Linked DNA regions of Mus musculus: region 2 is linked to region 1. The links are chromatin contacts, called in public promoter capture Hi-C maps. All regions are on one chromosome and are shown on one strand. Each heading gives the region's core, a stretch centred on a gene start, on an enhancer-like site or on the middle of the called end of the contact. The rest is flanking DNA. Distances are from core to core; before and after follow the strand shown. Region 1 overlaps Farp2 (FERM, RhoGEF and pleckstrin domain protein 2). Region 2 overlaps Bok (BCL2-related ovarian killer).

Region 1 (6,851 bases), core at 439-2,938:
TTATTATCATTGCAAAACAACTTGGTTTATCCACGTATAGGTCTCCTAACATGTAACATGCGATGTATGTGTCCATAGGCCACACTACAATCTCAGAAAACAGAAGTGAATGTGGCCAACATCTCATTAGGCAGCCTGCAGGAAAGAGATGCTCACAGGAAGTCACATCTGGGAGAAGGAAAGGCTCCCCCATGCCCAATGTCTGAAGCCTGATTGGGGGATTTCCCCCTCCTTACTCTGTTAGAGCCACACTGGGCTGTTGAGTGTTCTCTGATCAGAGAACAACCACTGTTACTTCAGTTCAAATTCTGCAAAAGCCTTAACAGCAGCAGCTCCTGGTCAAACATCTTCAATGTAGCTACACCTACATTCCCTCATCCCGACTTACGTGTGCCTCTGATGGAAGTCTAGTATCTTTTCTAGAGATTTCTCCTGGTTGGGCAAGTATTCATTGGCTTTGAGGTGTTCTCGATCCAGGGTTTCATCATAATCTCCGATTTCCGCTGAGAAGAGACGAAGTTGTCACTTGGGTTTTGAAATAAATGGTATGTGTGCATGCAAATGTTTTATATTTTATTTTTCTAAATGTGCTGTTCAGAGGTAATCACGAAAAGGTTTGAGATTTTCCCTCAAGTTCAAAAATTCTGATGAGTGTTTATAGTGAACCCTGAGTATAATGACTTACTGTCTTTATTTTACTTTTTAAACAATTTTTAAACATTTTATGGTGAGTGTTTTGCTTGCATGGAATGTACCACATACAAGCACCATGTACACGCAGAGCTTAAGGAAGTCAGAAGAAAGCATTGTATGCCTGGGACTGGAGTGGCAGAAGGTTGTGAGCCACCATGTGAGTGCTAGGAACAGCCCGAGGACACATGAACAGCAAGTGCTCTTAGCCCCTGAGGTGGCTCTCTAGCCCTGGCTTACTATTAAAAACCAGTTTACACATCAATTGTTCCATGGGTGCTATGACCAGAATCATTACTTTGCATTAGAAAACACACGCTAAATCTTTCTTCCTCTCCTCAGTGCTTTTCAACTCTTAAAAAACTTCCTAGTTTTCTGAATTTTTAAAAAGATTTATTTTTATTTTATGTGTATGAATGTTTTTTTTAAAGATTTATTTATTATAAATAAGTACACTGTAGCTGGCTTCAGATGCACCAGAAGAGATCTCATTATGGGTGGTTTTGAACCACCACGTGGTTGCTGGGATTTGAACTCAGGACCTTTGAAAGAGCAGTCAGTGCTCTTACCCACTGAGCCATCTCACCAGCCCGTGTATGAATGTTTTGCTGCACATAATAACCACACTGATATGGCCTCATCATGAGTTTAGACATGGTGTGTCCTTCCCTTTCTCTCCTTATGATAGCTTCATAAGTCCTGTAAGCATGCACCCATATCTTAGAATCTCTTGCTATACTTCTCACAGTTTATTTCTGAAGTAAGTTTAGTTTTTATATCTTTATCATCTTTTGTTTCATAAACGATACTAAAGGCCTGAGTTCTCTTCCCTTTACTGTTAATGTTTAGACAGCACGGGCTGTAACTTACTCTCTGGAGGCCCTTTCCTGGGTGTACTGAGTCTGATTTACAGCCTAACTGGGGTTGGATACGGTTTGCTGTTAAGGTAGATAAGGGTAGATAGGGCATTGAGGCAGAGTTCAGTCGGGGACACACAGTGAGTTCAAGGCCAGGCCGAGCTGCTTAAAAACACAAACAAAGCCAACACAACACCCAAGGGCTAGGTCTGTGGTTCAGTGGCAGAATGTCTGCCTAGCATGTACAAGGCTCTGTGTTCTCTCCCAGCACTTGGAAGGGAAACGAGGAAGCACAGGCAGCGAGAGACAACTCTAAAGAATGAATGTAACTTGAGTCTATATGCAGAGCTATTATTGTACATTACAAATGTTAGCTTTCCTCCTACACATCTAAGGACACGTCCATTTCTTTAACAACCAGGCGTGTCAATTACTCAGGAGCACATCAACTAATGGCAGCTCTGCAGAGCATGAGCCCAGGACCGGGCCTCTCCGAGCTTCTCTCCATGTGAAGATACTAACACTGCAGAAGGTGGGATATGAGAAGGGCTGCAGTGTTGGCCGTGCAGGTCAGGCGTTCCTCCAGGAGGTCTCTCTTGAGTTGCAAGGCAAACAGGTACCTAGAAAGAAGTTCGAAGCAAGAGCAGATCAACTCCAAAAGTTCTCTGGACATAGTACAGACATACCTCTATAAGAGAGCACACAAGCTCTGGGAAGCAGCAACACTCAACACTGAGCAAAATGCAGGGCCCTCCCTCCAAGAGCAGGCAACGTCACAAAAGCCCTTTCACAAAACAAGCAGACACCAAAGGTCAGAACACAGATCTCTTCATCAGCCTGAGCCATGCACGTCAGAGCACACACAGTACACAGAAGGACTTCTGTCTGACAACAGGATAGAGAAATTAGCCTTCTCAGGCATACCACTGACCCACACAACCACACTCTCCAAGGCAATACCTTTAACAAGTTCATAAATTCACATTACAGAGTTGCACTCACAGTTTTGGATGAAAGAACAGAAATGCACAATTAAGACAGTTTCAAATGTACCTGAGATACTTTCAAGCAGATTGATAATATTTTGTCTTGGTTGGAATTTAAGACACAAACACTTTAAAATACCACTAGCAAAAATGTAACTACAGAAGGGAACCTGAAAGCATTTATGAGCCCAAACATGATGGCACACCCCTTCCAGCACTCCAGAGGCAGAGGCAGGTGGATCTCTGTGAGTTCAAGGTCAGCCAGGTCTGAATAGTGAGTTCCAGGACAGCCAGAACTACATAATAGTAAGTCTTGTCTCTAAGTAAATCAATAGGAAAATATATCTTCATTTATCCCTTCAATAAGTTCTTCCTCAGTAGTGCTCTGGGAGCTACAAAATGTGGTGAATAACACAAACTCCCTGTCTTCCCAGAAATTTACACTTTGGTACAAGGTATTATTAAAAGTTTACTAGATTTGGGAATGGAGAGATGGCTCATCAATTAAGAGAAGAGAACTTGCTATAGAAGACCAAGGTTCAGTTCTCTGCACCCACATGGTGGCTCACAACTCTAACTCTAATTCCAGGGGGTCTGATGACTAGGTGGCCACCAGGCACACATGTGGTACACAGAAATTCGTACATATATTACTACATTAAAAAAATTATATTTTAAGTAAAAAAATTATATTACTACATTTTAAAAATTACTATTCTTTCTTTTTTGAGAAACAAAATGGAGTGATTCATGAACTTTCACATCTCCCTTGTGCAGACATCACGCTAAGCTCTGTGTTCTTCCTGTAGGAGTGTACTCATAGCTAAAAGGAGCACCTATATTCTCTTAGAACGGAAGCTTTTCACAGAAATATTCCCAGAGTTCACAAGGGCATGTCAGCAATGATATTTCTTTGTGATATTTCAACAGGAGCACCGAGAGGTGAACAACAGCGTACGCAGTGAAACGCCTCCCCTGACTGCTGAGGTCCACCTCCTGATACTGCTCTGCCACACAGTCTCCTTAAGGTCTGCCATGCTGTGTGCACTGAAAGCGTAGAGAGATTTCTTTCTACGGAGCATAAGTTCTTCCTTAGGGGGTGGATAGATGAGCAAGGACAAGCAACTTTTGTTTTCTATTTTACATAACTTTATTTGAAATTTTCTTCTTTTGCCACAGATAAAGTTTTGAGTACATTAAGTGGGAAAAGATCTTCCGAACGAGAGTAAGGTGGAGTAAGTGACTCCCTAGGGCTGGGGTGTTGTAGAGTGCTCACCAAGTGCACAAAGCCCTGGGCTCTGTCTCTAGTGACATACAAACACCTAACAGTCCACAGGGAAGTGGAAGCCGAGGATCAGAAATCCAGGGTCATCCCCAGCTACACAGTGAGTTCAAGGTCAACCTTAGCCACCAGAATCTTTTTTAATAACAAAGCAAAACCAAAACAGACTGCCTCAAACCTACTTGAACTTTAATTCTCAGACTCAGGATCCTAAATTAGAGAGTATTATGTTTAATTTGGGAGTATATGATTTAAAAGTGATCCCCTTCAAAAAGAGAACCCATGGTACTTCTTGGATTTCAGTAAGTTCCCAATTCTCTTTCACATCCACTGACAGTAGCACGGCTTTGCTGACTGTGGCCCAGTCTTTACAACCTAAGGGCTGAGCTCACGCATCTCAGAACTGACTTTCTACAAGTTTCTGGATGTTCCATGATCTAGGAAGCCTTTAAGAGGGGTTCACTGTGACCCTCCTCTGAGCCTGGTCCAGTCGGGACCATGTGGGCACTACAACAGCATCCTACTCCCTTTTATCTGCATCTGACCCAAGGGTTTTAGCACATTTTATTTTTATCTTATTTTAGTTTTTCAAGACAGGGTTTCTCTGTGTAGACCAGGAAGTCCTGGAACTCGCTCTGTACACCAGAACACTGGTCTTAAACTCAGGAATCTACTTGTCTCTGCTAGGATTAAAGGTATGCACCAGCACATAAGGCCTGAGAAAATTTAAAGTTATGGCTTTATTTCTCATTATAAAAGTCAATACACATAAGCATAAAAGATTAGAAAAAGAAATTTCCTAATCTTTACTATCTACACGACTGTTGTTAACGCCCTGGCAGTAATTTCTGCAGAAAAGCAGCCTGTAATTAGAGAAGCAATGGTAATTCCTGATACCCTGCCCTACTCACTCCACTCCTCTGTTCATAAGGACTACTGATGGTATACATCTCCCACATAGGTTTTGTTGATAAATATTTAGGTGAGTAGAATTTTGACTAATTTTATTCATATGCATAAATCCAGACCACCCAAAGAATACTGATTTGAAATTGTTCTAAGCTGGGTGGTGGTGTCTCACACTTTTAATCCCAGCAGAGATCTTGTCTGAGAGAGAGAGAGAGAGAGACAGACAGACAGACAGAGAGAGGGGAGGAGGGAGGTAGGTGAAATGCACTAAAGAAGACCTTAGAGGTACCAGATGTTGATGTTGCAATAAGGAATGAAAACAAAGTACTCCATTTTGTATTAATTTGACCATAACAAGCCAATTGAGTTCTCCATTTTTCTCCTTGTATCTTCTATCTGTCTGCACTTGTGGTTACTAGCCTATCTGTAGTGGTCTGTTGTTGTTGAATTATTGACGTACACAAGAAACACAGCACAGGAAAGGTATGAGGGATTCCTTACAGAAATCTTTAATAAGTTTCCAGAAAGCAGTCATTTTACCAACCCCAACTCACTCAGACAAAAATATCCATAGGTTATGCCAACATTTATGGTGAGTATTTATTTCACAAGATTGCTGCTGACTTATTGGCTGCTTTTAGCAAACAGTTACCACAACACAAACATACACACATACACTATTCTGGATCAGGGGCATGGAAGAGCACATAATTTAAGACTGAAGACATTAATTAGCTTAGGTTGTAAAAGCTGATTGCATTCAAAATCCAAGGCAAAGTTCGTTGTTATGATATTCTCTTAAAGGCAGGTTAAACTTCTGAATACACAGTAGGATTAGGATGTCAGTTGTTTTTGTTTGTTTCTTTGTTTGTTTGTTTTGTCATTTGGGAAGAGGGAACCTCAACTGAGAAGATGTGAACTGAGAATATCTGTGAGCAGGCCTGTCATGCACTTTCTTGATTAATTATTAATGCAGGTGGGATCATCCCAAAGGGGTTGCAAAACAAGTTGAGCAAGCCCGGAGAAGCAAGCCTCTAAGCAGAGCTCTCCCTCTTCAGATCCTGCCTACAGGGTCCACATTGAGCTCCTGCCCTGACTTCCCTCAGTGATGGAGTATGACCTGAGAGTTGTATGCTGAAATAAACAGTTTCTTCCCCAAGGTGCTTTTGGTCATGGTGTTTTTCCACAGCAATTAAAATCCTAACTTAAACGAAGATAAGCCTTACATGATCTCGAGGTGTACATTAACTTGGCCATAAGGTCCAGCAGAAGGTCAATTTTTAAAAATACAATATTTTCATAGAATTGAATCACTACAGTAGCGTATCATAATATTTTCCACAATAAATAAATGAAACGTAGTAAAAACCCCGTCCAGTCAGACTGAGTGACACCCAGGTAGAAGGGCCGCCCCCTCCTTCCTAATGACTCAGGCAGAGGACTGGCAAAGCCCTGTCTAGAGGGAGCCTTACCTTGTGTACTCTTCTTGCAGCTGACCAGGGTCAGGCGGGAAAAATTTTACTGCCAGGCGAAGCACCGCATTTTTTGGCTCTGTAAAAACAAAATAAATAAAATTTCACAGAATAAGCTTAATCCCCACATTTATTTCTTTCTATAGGAAAATCAAGAGGCTTCCTATACACTATACACACATTTATAAGTCCTGAACTACCAGTCACATGTACTGGGGAATTTCAATACTTTGTTTTAAGCAGAGACTACCTGGGAACATTCTTTAGTATATGGGAAATTACACATTAAAATGTTTAAATTAATGCCAGACATGGTGATCTCTGTGAGTTCAAGGCCAACCTGGTCTACAAATCAAGTTCTAGGTCATCTGGAGTTATATACTAAGATCCTGCTTTAAAAAAAAAACGAAAATAAAACGGTAGAAAGGATATAATGAGTTGGTAGAATTTGTATCTAGAATGCACCAGGCACTAGATCCATCCCAAGACCACACAAAAGCCAGGGGTGGTGCATCTGTCTGTAATTCCAGGATGGAGAGGTAGAGGCCAAAGGACCACAAGTTCAAGATCATCTTGGATACACAGTAAATTTGAGGTTACTGCAGACTACATGGGACCTTTCCCAAAAAGTAGAATTAAAATATAGCCAGGTGTG
Region 2 (7,394 bases), core at 4,509-7,008, 130 kb before region 1:
AAGTAGAAATCAGAACACACTGATAACTATTGGAACTATAATTCAGGGCCCTGTGGAAAGTAGATGGGGGAGGTCTGTGGCTGCCAGGACGAGCAGAGATGGCAGCTGAGAGCTACAGGGTCACAGTATGCTGTCTTCCCAGCTCAGGGAAAGACACTACAGAGGAGCCTGCATTTCTCTGGGGGGAGAAAGCAGCTAGAGGCCCCGTAAAAGAACAGTTTCTAATTCAAGTTTAAGATTATGATTTATTTTTTAGTTTACATTCTTTAATTCTGTTTCTTCTAAGCTAAAATTTTAAATTAAAATGTTGCTTAATTCTATGGACTATATGCAATGTGATTAAATTTTGACTTTTGCTAGCCTATATGCCTTTCCTATTAAAGACAAAGTTTAAATATGATGTAATAATTCCTGGCTGTGCAGTGACACCAATTTAGTGTTTCGCCTTTGGAATTGGTGGTTCTCTTAAGTTCATTTTGCTTGTGTAAGTCACTTGAATTGGTACATCTGTTCCCTACAGGCACAGCCGCCTCAGGGGTCCCCGTGGCAGCTCTGCCAGCGCTCCCTAAGGCCAGCATCAGGACCCTTTAGCTTCTGCTCATTCAGTAGCATATGAAGCCTCTCGTGTCATTTTGGAATTTTTCTAGTTTGTTTTTGTGGTTGATTTCTAGAAGTGGGATTGCTACCCAAAGGGCAAATACCTGACCTGTTTAGGTGTGGCCCTCCTTCCATAGGGTTTTTGGTACCCCAGGGCATGGGCAAGGTGCCCGCCCCCAAGAACGGTAGAGACTGGTATTGAACTTAGATTTAGATTAATGAGAGGTGGGAAATGGGTAATTTGGGTTTGTATTTCTCTTGTATTTTGATTTTCTTCTTGACTTAAGTTCACAAACTCCTTTGAATTAGGAATATTAATCCTCATCTCACTTTTCAATCACAATTTTTTATTCATATGAAATGCATGCAGCACAAAACTCAATGTCTTAATCTTAAAATATGCAACCCAGTAGTATAGTAGTCATGTAGTATAGTCACGGTGCGCAGCTGTCACCTCTACTTCCCAAAACTGTAACCTGTAAAGCCCACGTCCCCACATCCTGCTCCTCCTCCCCATCAGACAACCCTGTACTATTAGCACCGTCTTGGCGAATGTTAAATGGTACCTGCGTTCTGTTTCCATATGAATTTTGTCTTGATTATTAGGTCTAAAATCATACTTAGGATCATTTTGCTCATTCCTCAGTTACAAAGGAGTTGACAGATTTTTTCTTCTAGTATTGCCCATGTTTTACACTGGCCTTGGCTGTGCTGGCCAGTGGTCTTGGTGCAGGAAGGTCAGTGCAGATCTCCAGGCATGAGTGACACTTTTCTCAGACTGGACTTTGGTAGACACTGACATCTGAGCCTGGGTTGTCTGCATCCCTGGCCTTCCAGCATCCTCCTTCTGTGCTGGTGCTCATGGCTGAACAGGAGCAAGCAGGACTATTCTGTCCCATTTCCCTTCCCTGGGGGCGGGAGTGTTTCCTGGCACATATGCTGGCTCACCCACTCCTGAGTTTGTGTGCACTCTCTCCCTCGCCCCCTGTTTCATGAATTCTATAATTAACTTGTTCTGAATAAGGTAGAAAACGTCTTGCTTTACAAGGCATACATGGGGTTTATGGATGCCTGGGGGGGGGGTTGTCCTGTCCGAGGGTCCCCTGCCAGCCTTCTCTCTGTCCTGCTATCCTGTGTCCTTAAGGTGTTGTTAGAACTTCCTTTATATGGGCTTTCTGATCTCTGCACCACTTTAAGCCCTATGCTTTTTTGGGTTCTAAGCATTGAACATTTATTTTCTTGTGTTGGAAATAAACCAAAGGACAGATCCAGGGACAGAAGGCTGCAGAGGCAAGACCACCCACACAGCACATTGTCTCTTCCCCCCCTTCCATCCCCATGTCCTTCCACCTGCTGTCCACCAGTGTGCCAGGGCCACACTGGGTGATGGTCACATACAAGGGTTCCACCCTAAGGCAGAGCTCACACAGCCACCCAGAGCCTTCTAGGATACCCTCTTGGGGCTGGGAGCTTTGGGTAAGTGAGTAGGACTTTATAGGAAGGAAGGAGCAGGGAGAACAGCAGGACCTAGAGGTGGGTGGCAGGCAAGCATGAGGTGAGATAGATATGTTATAAGGGGCCATCAGAACCTCGGGCACTGAAACCTTGGGTCCATGGAATTTGTGACTCATCAGGAAGCCAGATGGCTAGAAGACATCTCAGTTCTCAGCCCCAACCTTATTGTATAGCAAGGAAAACCAAGGCTCAGAGGCCTTTAGTTCTAGCACCATCCTATAGCCTGAGTCTTGGGGATACTCCTGCATTAGGAAACAGTGGGTCCCCTGATATACTGTCTCTTGTAAGGCTATGCCAGTGCCTGGCAAATACAGAAGTGGATGCTCACAGTCATCCACTGTAGGATGGAACACAGGGCCCCCAATGGAGGAGCTAGAGAAAGTACCCAAGGAGCTAACGGGGTTGGCAACCCTATAGGAGGAACAACAATATGAACTAACCAGTACCCCCCAGAACTGTGTCTCTAGTTGCCTATGTAGCAGAGGTTGGCCTAGTCGGCCATCAATGGGAGGAGAGGCCCTTAGTCTTGCGAAGATCTTATGCCCCAGTACAGGGGAATGCTGGGGCCGGGAATTGAGAGTGAGTGGGTTGGGGAGCAGGGCTGGCGGGGGTGGTATAGGGGACTTTCAGGATAGCATTTGAAATGTAAATGAAGAAAATAATAAAAAATTGAAAAAGAAAAAAGAAAACAGTGGGTCCTGCCCGAGACTCCACTATAGTAAAGTCAGCCTGGAGGCAGATATATTGTGGGCCTACAGAGAAAGGCCGACTCCTGTGAGGTAGCAAGGTGGGGTAGTGGGGTGATCTGGTAAGAGCGGGCAGCAGCAGGCTAGGAGACACCGACCTCAGCATTTACACAAGGTCTGTGAGTCTCTTCTCCACTATGTCTCTAGCTAAACTCGGTGTTGTGGTGCACTTTGAACCCTGCACTCAGAAAGATGAGGCAGGAGGATCTTTGAGTTTGAAGCTAGCCTACTGTACACACTGAGAATCTGAATAGCCAGGACTACATAGAGAGGATCTGTCTCAAAAACACAGCAACACATTGGAAATCTTTAGCTAATTCACAGTGACCAGCAGGCCTGTGCTTCAGCCGTTCAGCCAGCCAGTCCTACTTCCTCTCCCACCTCCAGCTGTAACACTGAAGGCATCTGCTTGGTGAGCCCTGTCAATGGCTCAGCCTGACCCCACGCACTCCTCCCCGACTTGATAGCCATTTCCACACAGTTCCCATCAGTTTGCATAAATAAGACAGTAAAAATTCTTCAGAGACAATGCACTTCCTGTCCCCTACCCTCTGGGGTCCTACAGGGACTTGTGTCCATAAATAGCAGTTGGGGTGGGAGTGAGGATTTCTGGGAGGCCCTCACCAAATGCTGGTAGTCATCTCCTGTGGTGGGGCTCCCTCTCCTCAGAGGGAGAGACTTGCAGCTGTGAGGAGCTGTTTCTGTGGGCTAGGACCCCTCATTAGGCCCAGTGTCCCCAGCTTCCTCATGGCCTTCCATGAAATTCACCCCAGCTCCTGCCGACCCTTTTAACAAGAGATCCCCATGAGACCAGTTCAGCCTGTGCCACGTCCAGGCGCTAGTGAGGAGCGGCTCTGGGCTGCATGCTCAGCAACCTCAACTCTGTGGCTGAGGAAGATAGAGTCTCTATTTGCTCTGAGCACTTTTATAGAATGCTAGAGCTTGGAATTTGAAACCATGTCCACCATTTTCTTTCCCCACATTGTCCAGTGTAGTTAGGAGCACCCCACTATTTGCATGGAATTCCATTTGAACAGTCTCCAAATGAACCTGGCCTTCCCTATATTTTGAATATCTCTATTGCTACGTCATTCCCTAGACTAACACAGAGCTCTCTACTGTTAGGACAGGCCGACTGGAGAACCAAAATCAGAACCCTACCCTCAAGTGTCACCAGACAAAGCTTTCATATCTCTAAAGTTTCTAAAATGGGCTGCCAGACATCCTCAAGTGGCTCAGCCTACAGCAAAGGGCTCATTGCCTCTTTGACCTCCACAGGGATGTGAACCCCATATAACTACAGGGCTTCCCTCAGTTTGACACAGCACACCCCAACACACACAGCCTGGCAGGGGGCAAGCTGCTAGGCTAGGTCAAGTCAAAAAGAAACACAGACAGACTGGGCATAGTCAGCCAGCACATACCTCCAGTGCTACAGGGCTGGCTGGGTCTCCCAAACACTCCCATTGCCTGACTTAGACATCAGGAAAGGCTGGCTTTTGGGAGCCTAGTGAATGTATAAGGAGAAGATACAGGCCTGAGTGAATGTGGACCGTTTGATGTAGGCATGACCGTGTCAAGGAGCCAATGCCTCAGACCCATAGGCAGGTAAAGCCCTCCTTTGGTCTGAATGGCTATTGGCAGGATGGGCATGTATGAGCATTTATGAATGATTGACCAGTGCATACAAAAAACTAGCGACTGCAGCTTCCTCCTCAAGATGATTACAGCCTGAGACTGTACCTATAGACATCTACTAAGGCTAGCTACCCCCCCCCTCCATGCTATACATAATAACTGTGCTGAGGTTCCAGGTTGCTGCAGGGCCGTCAGAGTGGGCACATCCCACCTAACCGCAACTGTTATACACATTTTTGTTTCATTTTTGTTTTTTTCCATACAGGGTTTCTCTATCGCCCTGGCTGTCCTGGAACTCACTCTGTAGACCAGACTGGCCTCAAACTCAGAAATCCACCTGCCTCTGCCTCCCAAGTGCTGGGATTAAAGGCGTGCGCCACCACGCCTGGCTGCAACTGTTCTACACATGTGACTGTGTGTGTTCTTTCTTTATTCCCTCACGGTCCCTAGGGAGACCAAATCCAAAGCTATTCAGGACACAGCAGGTAGGGAAGGGTGTTGAACTTGTAGGGAAGGACTGGACTTGCCCAGATTCTGAACTCCTAGAGCAGGCGATATTTGGCAGGCAGTCCTGTGAGGACAGACAGAAAGAAAGCAGAGTAGAGTCTCACACTTCACTAGGTAAAGCTTTATTGGAGTATAACTTATACAGACCCCCTCATCCACAGGATCTCTTGTTCATTGGTCAGGTGAACTAGCCTAGAGCCCTACCTCTCTGGTTCCTGCCATGAAGGACCCATCGTGGCTTAGGGATACCTTCTTCATCTAGAAATAGCCTAAGCAAGAAGCTCTCTTACTCTGCATCCCTGGCTTCTCCTGCATTAGCCAGAGTCCCCTTCAGGTCAAATGTACAGGACCTGCTTTCCACAAAGACTGAGGCCAGCTCATGTCTGGGGAAGGCCCCTTCCTTGGGTGGGGCCTGGGAAATCGAGTGAAAGTATTCACAGGTCCCTTTCTCTAGGGCTGGACACCGACCCTGACTTTCTGGCAGGAGTTCCAGGAGAAGAGCTAGAGCAGTCACAGAGGCCAGCTCCAGACTCTGGCTTTCTCCACACTCCTCTCTCAGAGGCCAGGGTCCACAAAGGAATGGGTTTGGGACAGGGCCCCAGGGGCTAAATGCTCCCAATTTGAGTGAGGGAGGTGCTTTGTAGGTACTGGAGGCCCCTTGGATTGGGCCCAGGGACCCTAGGAGTGGCCCCTGCCCTGGTGGCCAGCTCATCTCTCTGGCAACAACAGGAAGAATGCTGCCTTCAGGAAGCGGCCAAAGCTGCAGAGCGTGGCCACGAGCCAGTGGGAGCGGAAGCCAGGATCTGTGCTGACCACACACTTGAGGACATCCGTCTGGAAGATAAAAGTGATAGTTAGCAACGCCAGACACCCAAGGCCTCTAGTATCCTGCACTAGAAAAATGTCTACCAAGTCACAGAGGGAACTTACATAGGTGTTTGGGAACGGATGCTGTGGGTCCATCTGGACCAAAACCTGAGCAGGACACCTGAGAGCTAGGTAGGGAACAGTGTCAAGTGTGACATCCTTGCCTACCCATATTATAGGTGAAAACAGAGGCTTCTGGGTAGAGCCCATCCTCTGTGCCCAGTACCCAAAAGCATCTTGGATTTGGCCAGCCACGTAGGCAGTCAGGCATGGATCCTGATACCCCACCTCTAGGTCTTCTTAAGAATGCAGGAAAGGAGCTGGGCGTGGTGGCGCACGCCTTTAATCCCAGCACTTGGGAGGCAGAGGCAGGCAGATTTCTGAGTTCAAGGCCAGCCTGGTCTACAGAGTGAGTTCCAGGACAGCCAGGGCTACACAGAGAAACCCTGTCTCAGAAAAACCAAAAAAAAAAAAAAAAAAAAAAAAAAAAAAAAAAAAAAGAATGCAGGAAAGTGGGGCTCTCGAGAGGAAAGTGAGGGTGCTTTGGGCAATACTAAAAGGACTACCATTGACCTTTTTCTGCTAAGCACCTCTGAGAGCATCATGGAAACACGAGTTTGGGGTCAGGAAACATGTCAGTGCAGACACAGAAGAGCCAACACCTGCCTATGTCTCCCAGCAACCCTGAGTTCTGAGGCCCTTGCTCCCATCTTCCATCCCACCCCACCCTTCTGCTTCCCAGCACCGCCACCCCACAGCCCTGCCAATTCTCAGGCTCACCCATCCACCACGCCTCCGAAGCCAGGTAGCCAAGGTCTTGCGTACAAACTCCCCCAGGCAGTCAACCAGGGCATGAACCATGGCAGGCTGAGCCTGCCGGACACAGTCCACCGCTAGCCCCGCGGCCACGGAATACAGGGACACTACCTTGCCCCATGTGATACCTAGAGAGAGAGAGTTGTTGATCAGATCCAAGCCAGCGCCCAGCCCACAGGCTAACATGAAAAGCTGAGCTTCTCTGAGCTACTTTCTTGCCTGCCATCAGCTGGTGCTAGGAACCCCCTACAGGCCACCACCACCTCAGGACACTTGGCTACAGCATGGCCATAGTCTCCAGCAGGTCAGATTGTTCCCTTCTCAGGCAGTTCTTAGATAGATGGAGAGTCCCAGCTTCCAATGCAGACCCGCTGGAGTCTAGGGTGAGACCAGCTTTACCCATCTGATAAAGGTGTCCACAAGAAAGCAGTGTAACTCAGCCCTGACTGACTCAGAATAACAGGCAACTTCAAGGGTGTGTCTAACCCTGTTTTGTCTGCAACTCTGAACCTTGATCTTAGGGCACTAGGTCAGAGCATATCCTGTACTTGTTTTATTAAAACAAAACAAAACAAAACAAGCCAAGACCCACCCACAAGAGGGCTTTTCCCCAGACCGTGGACCTGCTGGCAGGTATAACTAAAACCCAGAAATACGATAGTTTAAACAAGGGAGGGGATTATATGCAGCACCTTAATATACAGGAAT

The links. Capture Hi-C pulls out chosen DNA fragments and counts their contacts.
Region 2: a contact with region 1 is called in a promoter capture Hi-C map of liver. The contact joins two enhancer-like sites. A contact is called at or near these places in 5 of 39 promoter capture datasets (cranial neural crest, embryonic stem cells, frontonasal cranial neural crest and 2 more), 1 of 115 datasets of contacts at active chromatin or transcription factors (embryonic stem cells) and 3 of 9 other capture datasets (adipose tissue, liver and pancreatic islet).

What each region holds. Positions count from the first base shown.
Region 1 is chr1:93,562,733-93,569,583 of GRCm38.p6, reverse strand. Farp2 (FERM, RhoGEF and pleckstrin domain protein 2) reads right to left here. Exons shown (of 27, transcript NM_145519.2): 5 at 6,197-6,275; 6 at 2,070-2,167; 7 at 389-503. Among named protein-coding and RNA genes, the nearest start is that of Gm41920, 26 kb to the right of the region's middle. Within about 2 kb of position 1,688, at least 41 of the 459 cell types and tissues checked have an H3K27ac peak or open chromatin away from gene starts, as enhancers often do. A contact at or near this core is called in liver, where this site is marked.
Region 2 is chr1:93,693,480-93,700,873 of GRCm38.p6, reverse strand. Bok (BCL2-related ovarian killer) reads right to left here. Exons shown (of 5, transcript NM_016778.3): 4 at 6,651-6,814; 5 at 5,104-5,837. The coding sequence ends at 5,712. Among named protein-coding and RNA genes, the nearest start is that of Bok, 12 kb to the right of the region's middle. Within about 2 kb of position 5,758, at least 36 of the 459 cell types and tissues checked have an H3K27ac peak or open chromatin away from gene starts, as enhancers often do. A contact at or near this core is called in liver, where this site is marked.